2 separate regions of the Salvelinus alpinus genome follow, and region 1 is linked to region 2. A link is a contact called in public Hi-C data. All regions are on one chromosome and are shown on one strand. Each heading gives the region's core, a stretch centred on a gene start, on an enhancer-like site or on the middle of the called end of the contact. The rest is flanking DNA. Distances are from core to core; before and after follow the strand shown.

What was found. A called contact is a pair of places that touch in the nucleus more often than the background predicts.
Region 1: a Hi-C map of red muscle shows a contact between it and region 2, with 10 times the contacts expected there. The contact joins the promoter of LOC139543581 here to the promoter of LOC139543579 in region 2. A contact is called at or near these places in 2 of 3 Hi-C or Micro-C datasets (muscle and red muscle).

What each region holds. Positions count from the first base shown.
Region 1 is chr18:5,529,640-5,532,919 of SLU_Salpinus.1, forward strand. It overlaps LOC139543581 (mothers against decapentaplegic homolog 7-like), which reads right to left and starts at 1,544. Exons shown (of 4, transcript XM_071349794.1): 1 at 10-1,544. The coding sequence starts at 478.
Region 2 is chr18:5,267,244-5,270,673 of SLU_Salpinus.1, forward strand. LOC139543579 (CBP80/20-dependent translation initiation factor-like) reads left to right here and starts at 1,302. Exons shown (of 13, transcript XM_071349791.1): 1 at 1,302-1,438.

The DNA of each region.
Region 1 (3,280 bases), core at 294-2,793, 260 kb after region 2:
TTAACTTACCGAGTTCACAAAGCCTGCTCATGTGGTGAGGATTGCAGCAAACGAGTTCTGGGTTAATTTTCCCATAGGATTCACAGCAAGATAGCCTTTTTAATTCCGAGCAATGCCTGAGGTCCGACCACCGAAACACTTTGTAGAGCAGCAAGGGGAGGGAATAAGACTGCTGACCCAGTTTGGTGTCCACTTTGCTGGGTAGGAGCAGGCAGGGGCTCCGCGCACCCCCCTTTGACTCCACCGCTTGCAAGAGCCCCTCTAATTGTTTCTCTTTGATTTTTTTCAGTATCGAGTGGGTCAGGGCTTTTAATTCAGCCTCCGTTCCGGCGCTAGTTTTCCCGGCAACCTTCGTCGATTTACCCATACAGCAACCCCCGGATCCATGCGTTCGTGTATCCGCCTCCCCGTCGCCCACGACGGGCGCACGGCTCCTCCAGAGTCGCCGGACGAGCCCCGTTCGTTTGGTCCTAAACATGCGGGACGAAAAGAGGGTTTCCCGGCTAAAAAACGAGCATGATGTCCGCAAATCATGAAGATTCCGGGATCCGAGTCCAGGCAACGACAAGCAGCCTGATATATTATTATGGAGAAACTGGGAGGTGGAGAAGCAAAGAAAATCTGTAGCATACGCCAGTCTAATTTTCTCAAAACTAAACCTCACAAAAAAAAAATCAAGGCTCCTGCCGTGATAGTAACCTTCTCTGTAAGGAGAAATTAACCATCACCTTAACGGTATTATAACACTATAATAGTCCTACTACTAATATACAGCTATATCGAAACATAAACCTTAATGTCAATGTAGGAACGCTGAGCATCTAGAATACAAAATAGCAGCATAGAGAAATTGTTACAATGTAGAGCTAGGCTACTGTGAACATTAAACGCTACATTCGTTCCATTCCATCAGTATGCTATGTATAACGAAAAACATTGTAACATTACTTTGCGCATATGGTTATGAGTAGGATTTTTGTGGTAGTCTGAGCCAGTAGGCTAAATATCCTGGTAAAATTCTAGAATTATATATCCATGAAAAAAAACGAAGCTCGTCCGTTTTCTTTAGAAAAAAAATAATCCACACAGCCCTTGATCCGAGAGCAAAAAAAGGCTTTAACAAAGGCCAGTGTGTATGTTTTATCCCCTATCTTCTAAATATCATAACCGTCTGCACATGATGTGATCTTCAACATAGATTTAGACGTTACGAGAGAAGGAAAGGATCCTCCAAACAGATCCAAAGCGAATGAGCAAATCCAAAACTGGAGCCGCTGAAGTGCCAGACGGAAATCTACCCCGAGTAGAGTAGTTGCGTTTCCGATTGAATACTGAACAGAGTCTTGATTACAATAATTACCTACAGCCTATATATCTAAACATCCCTTGATAAATTAATCCAGCCACTTTTTTTTTGAATGGATTTCTGTAGTCGGAGGAATAAAGTGAGTTGGACAAAGAAGTGATGCGATCTTCAGAAAAGGTCTGCGAATGACTCGAATAGCTCAAGTGCCCTTGCCTTCTCTCACTCGCTATCTCTTTCTGACTCTCGGTGCTCTTAGCTGTGTCTCCAGTGCGCATTGGCGCGCCCCGTCACGTGGTTGTCTAGACACCCTGTCGCTTAAAAAAAATGATTGTCTTGCGCAAACAAGAGATCAAGTAGCTTGCATACAGAGAAATCGTTGGGCGAGGAAAAGTTTCAATTTCCAGAAGTTACAAAGTAACAAAATGTCAAAACAAGGCGAAAAGATCACGTGAGGGGGGGAAAAAAATGGAGCTATAATGGCTTTTTTACTATATAAATGAAACACTCTCTCTCTCTCTCTCTCTGCAAGAGAGATAAGGGTTGCCTCAGGGTAATATTTGACCAAACATTATTTGTTTTACCTTTTATTTACTTTGCGCCATATGATCACATTAATGCAGTGGGCATAAATATAGGCTAACTATGATTGACATTGATCATAATAGTAGGCTAATACTAATAATAACACGACACATAATAATATTGTTGGTATTATAATAACAATTAGAATACAGCCATATTGTTGTTATTGTTATTAGGCTATTATTATTATTATGTTTCCCTTTAAATGGTGGGTAACCTAGTTGCACGTCTCAACCTTTTTCCCCTGGTCTCAACCAACTACTGCCTCCCTCTGGTCACAGTTATTTCCCTGTGAAATACATCTGACATGGGTTACCTATTTATTTATTACACATTAGGCTACTCATCATGGAAAAGTTCACTGTTATTGTACAAAACGTTTAGTTGTATTTTTTCTTTGATAATATCCCACACTTGGGTTGTCTACCCTGTCTATCATGTCAGAGACTGGTGACTGTTGCCAATCAACAAATTATAGGCCTACACTAGTAGTTTCCTAATCTCAGTTTGCCTGAGTAGGCTACTTCCACATGATCATATCACATTTTAAATTGGAACCTACAAGCATCTCACTACACCCGCAATAACATCTGCTAAATATGTGTATGTGACCAATAACATTTCATTTGATTTGATTAACATAGGCTAATCGTCTGGACTGGCACACCACTATTTGAAAGAGGTTTCCTGTTCCATTAGGCTACTGTAGGCTAACTATGGGGCCTAGCCTATAGTTTATATATTTCTTGTGCTGGGAAAATGTGTAACTTTTCCTGTTGATACATTCAGCCTGATCGCGTAGACTAATAGGGATCCTACCATCTGATTAAATGTAGCTAAATTTATTTAGAAGAGAGACCGAAGCTTAATTGTAAAACATCATCCAAATGACAGAATAAAGAGAATGCAACTTCTCTTTATCTATACGTGGGTGTGGAAAGGAGACAGAAGACTACCTTCCCTCCCCAAAGTCTACAAACCTCTACCAAAAGGAATGACAACATATGACCCTTTTAACTGACTCGTCGGCTGTACAGACAGGTCCGTCTCTGAGTCGGTCTGTGTGAGCAAATTGAAGAATGCCGTCTGCTGTAGCCTAATCGTGTCCTAGACATAAGGGGAGGAGACGCAGGCAGGCAGCAGTAGCCTACTATGTTAATGTGGGTGCCAGTCAGGCAAGGCAGTGAGTGTCGCTGCAGGGCACTGGGATGGGGTGGATGATGGTAATGATGATGGGATGTGTGTGTTCTATTCAGGATGGCAGGCACCAACAGTCAATGGCTCAGACTCATTGTTCCACCGGTTCCCCACTGGCACCGCACAACAGTTTAAACTCAACCAACAGCAGCAGCACGCAACATTTTTAAGGTAGTCTGGAAGTAATCTACACCC
Region 2 (3,430 bases), core at 52-2,551:
ATTCAGAGGTTCATGAAAATGTGATGACCAGTCAACCTGTCAATTTAATCTGTTTCAGTATTCTATAAAAGCAGTTGGGTTGAATGATTACAGAAGCTACATACAGCAACATACAGGTAATTGCCATAATAAAGGAAAAACCAACATAACGTTTCTAAATAGGGCATTGGGCCACCACGAGCAGCCAGAACAGCTTCAATGAACCTTGCCATAGATTTTACAAGTGTCTGGAATTCTATTGGAGTGATACGACATCATTCTTCCACGAGAATTTTAATTATTTGGTGATTTGTTGATGGTGGTGGAAAACGTTGTCTCAGGCACCACTCCAGAATCTCTCCTAAGTGATCAATTGGGTTGAGATCTAGTGACCGAGGCACCCACGCACATGCACACACATACACGCACACACACTTTTAACCCCCTATGCTCCTTTGAGACCCCTTCTAGCCATGGTAACTCACTGAGATCTCTTCTTCTAGCCATGGTAGCCAACTGGGCATTTTTATAAATAAGCATGGTGGGATGTTAATTAACTTAGGAAACACACCTGTGTGGAAGCACCTGCTTTCAATATACTTTGTATCCCTCATTTCAAGTATTTCCTATATATTTACACTGCCTGGTTAAAATGTCATTGCACAATCATGATTGCAAAAGTTGTATTTCATCCAGTACCCACAAGGGGTCACTTGTGGACTTAAGTAAAAAATACAATACAGGCCATGAGCTACATACACCACAAAGAGATTCTCTCTGCTTGAGTTACTTCGTTGGACACACAGATAACAACCCATCACTGCGCTCAAATCAATTAACACCATAACAAAGCAAAAACTCCTTGTCTTAAAACATGATCGTTGTTTGATTTTATTTATAGATAACAATAAATGGTACAGTATATTATATAACAATGCAGGCTGTTGCATGAGAAGGTCCGTTCCTTCGAATCTATTTAAACACAAAAATATAAATTGTATGAAATAAAATTTAAATAAACATTTGAACAGTGGATCAATTGTACCGTAATAGCATTAGAATAGGCCTAGATAAAACACAGCACAGGGACAATAAAAAACATCAACAAACTTAAATTGACTTCAGAAATAATAAAACACATCAAATGTCCCCCAATAACCTCATAGATCCTTCTAAAATGTCTGTATAAGTATGTATAATTACAAAATATTTACATTTCAACTAGACTGCGATGTCTCACTAAAACTCCAGCTCCCAGAATCCAAGCCTCACGTACACATGTCCTGCGCGCAAACCGGACTAAACGTCACATTCATGCGTTTCACCCTGCTTGTGTGTCGGGGAGCGTAATCTTTTTCTTCCGAATACGTTTCTCTCCCGAGAAATATACCCATGACACAGTGGGTTTAATATCAGGAGGTGATCCCGGATTCCCCAGCAGTCCGAATCCAATATTTGGGTGAGGATATTGTTTTCTGTAAATGGTTTAGCTTCGCTATCTAGCTGAAATAATGTTTGCCAGTTGAGTGTTCATCTAACGCTAGCAACGGTGTGTGACCAGATCCAATGTTGTGCATGTTTTCGCTGCCTGAGACCTGGAGTGGCTAAATGATGATGATGAAAGACATTTCAACTGATTGTGGCTCGACAGAAAGCTGTGACTGGCTTGTAACTTTATAGTTATGACAGTAGGCAACGTTGGGATTTGAATTTGAGCATGAATTAAACTAACGTAGGTAACGTTAACTAGCGTGATGGCGCCCGAGGCCGGACAGATGTGTGGTCATTCTTTTTTTCTGATAGTCAACATGTTTTTCAGGCACGCGTCCGGTAAAATAAAACACACTGAAAAAGATTCCATATCGAAAATACGTTTTTTGTTGTTATTATTAGCTAGTGAGCAAATGTTACTCTCAAACCATCCGCTAAGTGTTGTCCCAGCTGAGACGTTAGTGGTTGCTAACTAGCTAACTACACAGCTAGTCGACTCTTATGGTCGCTGCAGTATCGAACTTTTTTGGTTCAACCCGAGCAAATTCACATATAAATGTAGTTCTAGATCTGTGTCGTTGAAAGCAAGTCTAAGACGCGGTAGATCTGCTGTGTGCGCCATTTTCTACGCTTCGCCTTAAGTTTAGTTTTTGCGTCTTTTACTTTTGATTTTGCACACCAGCTTCAAACAGCTGAAAATACCATATTTTTGGTTATTGAAAATATTTCAGTGGTTTAGATGGTACACTGATTATCTACGCTGCTTGTTTTGTCACAAACTGAAATTAGGCTTAGAATTTTAGCTAAATATAGAAAATAAATGATCAATATTTATTTGGCCTTACTGGTATTAGCACATACAAACGCGCTGAATAACATATTCACTACATGGAACAACAGGTAGTCCCCCCTCAAAAAAATCAAAAGGAAGTTTGTTCTGAAGTGTCTGTCATACATACAATATATATATATATGTATTGTATGTATGACAGACACTTAAGAACAAACTTCCTTTAAAAAAAGAATTTGTTGCCTAAGGGCACATGTAAAAAAAAAAAAAAAAATACATACATACATTATATATATATACTATGTATGTATTATATATATTTTTTTACATGTGCCCTTATTAAGTGCCCTTTGGCACTTAACAGTCTTATGCAAATTCGATTTCCACTGGGTTGTGGACATCGCCCTTAGGATGTTAACATAAAGCTAGGACAATAAACAGAAAATTAACCTACTGACATTGCCCTCCTCTTATCGAAGTATTTTCCTTGGCTCATAATTTTCTGTGATTTTGTTCTGTTTGTTCGAAAAACCATTATTTGGTCAACAGTAATAATCTATGCATTATGAATCCTGCTATAAAAGTATCTGCCTGTACCTGTTTTACTGTCGGCTGCTGTGTGTGCAAGCCACTCTTCACTCTCTCTCCCCACTGTGCATACAGAGGAGGTATAGATATATTATACGCAAAAGCAAATGACAATTGTTCAAAATGCAATTGTGGAAAAATAACGTTTTCAAAGTAACTACTGTTCAAGTTACAGACAGCAGTCACAGCTTTCTGTGAGTATTTAATGTATATTGGGTTCATGGCACCACTTTACAACCAGAGTAGGCTATGTAGTATGGTTTTGAAGTGCCCGTGAAGCAGAGCTCTCCATTTGCACTTAATAGGCCTACATCAAGTAGCCTAGACCTAGCACTGGGAAGTCTTGTAGGGCATTACATTTACTGATAGCCATGTAGACTAATTGATTAATCTATCTAGCAACAATATCATATTTAGTTGGCCTACCTGCTAAGTGTTTTGAGTTCACACTTCCTCAGGTAGTGAATAGGCTAATAATATAGCCTAGGCATATGCACAAAGATGTCAGCAAATCCATCTCTGAAGAGCCCAAAATAAATTCTGATCATTCTGGATTCTATAGGTTGCACATCAAAATATCGA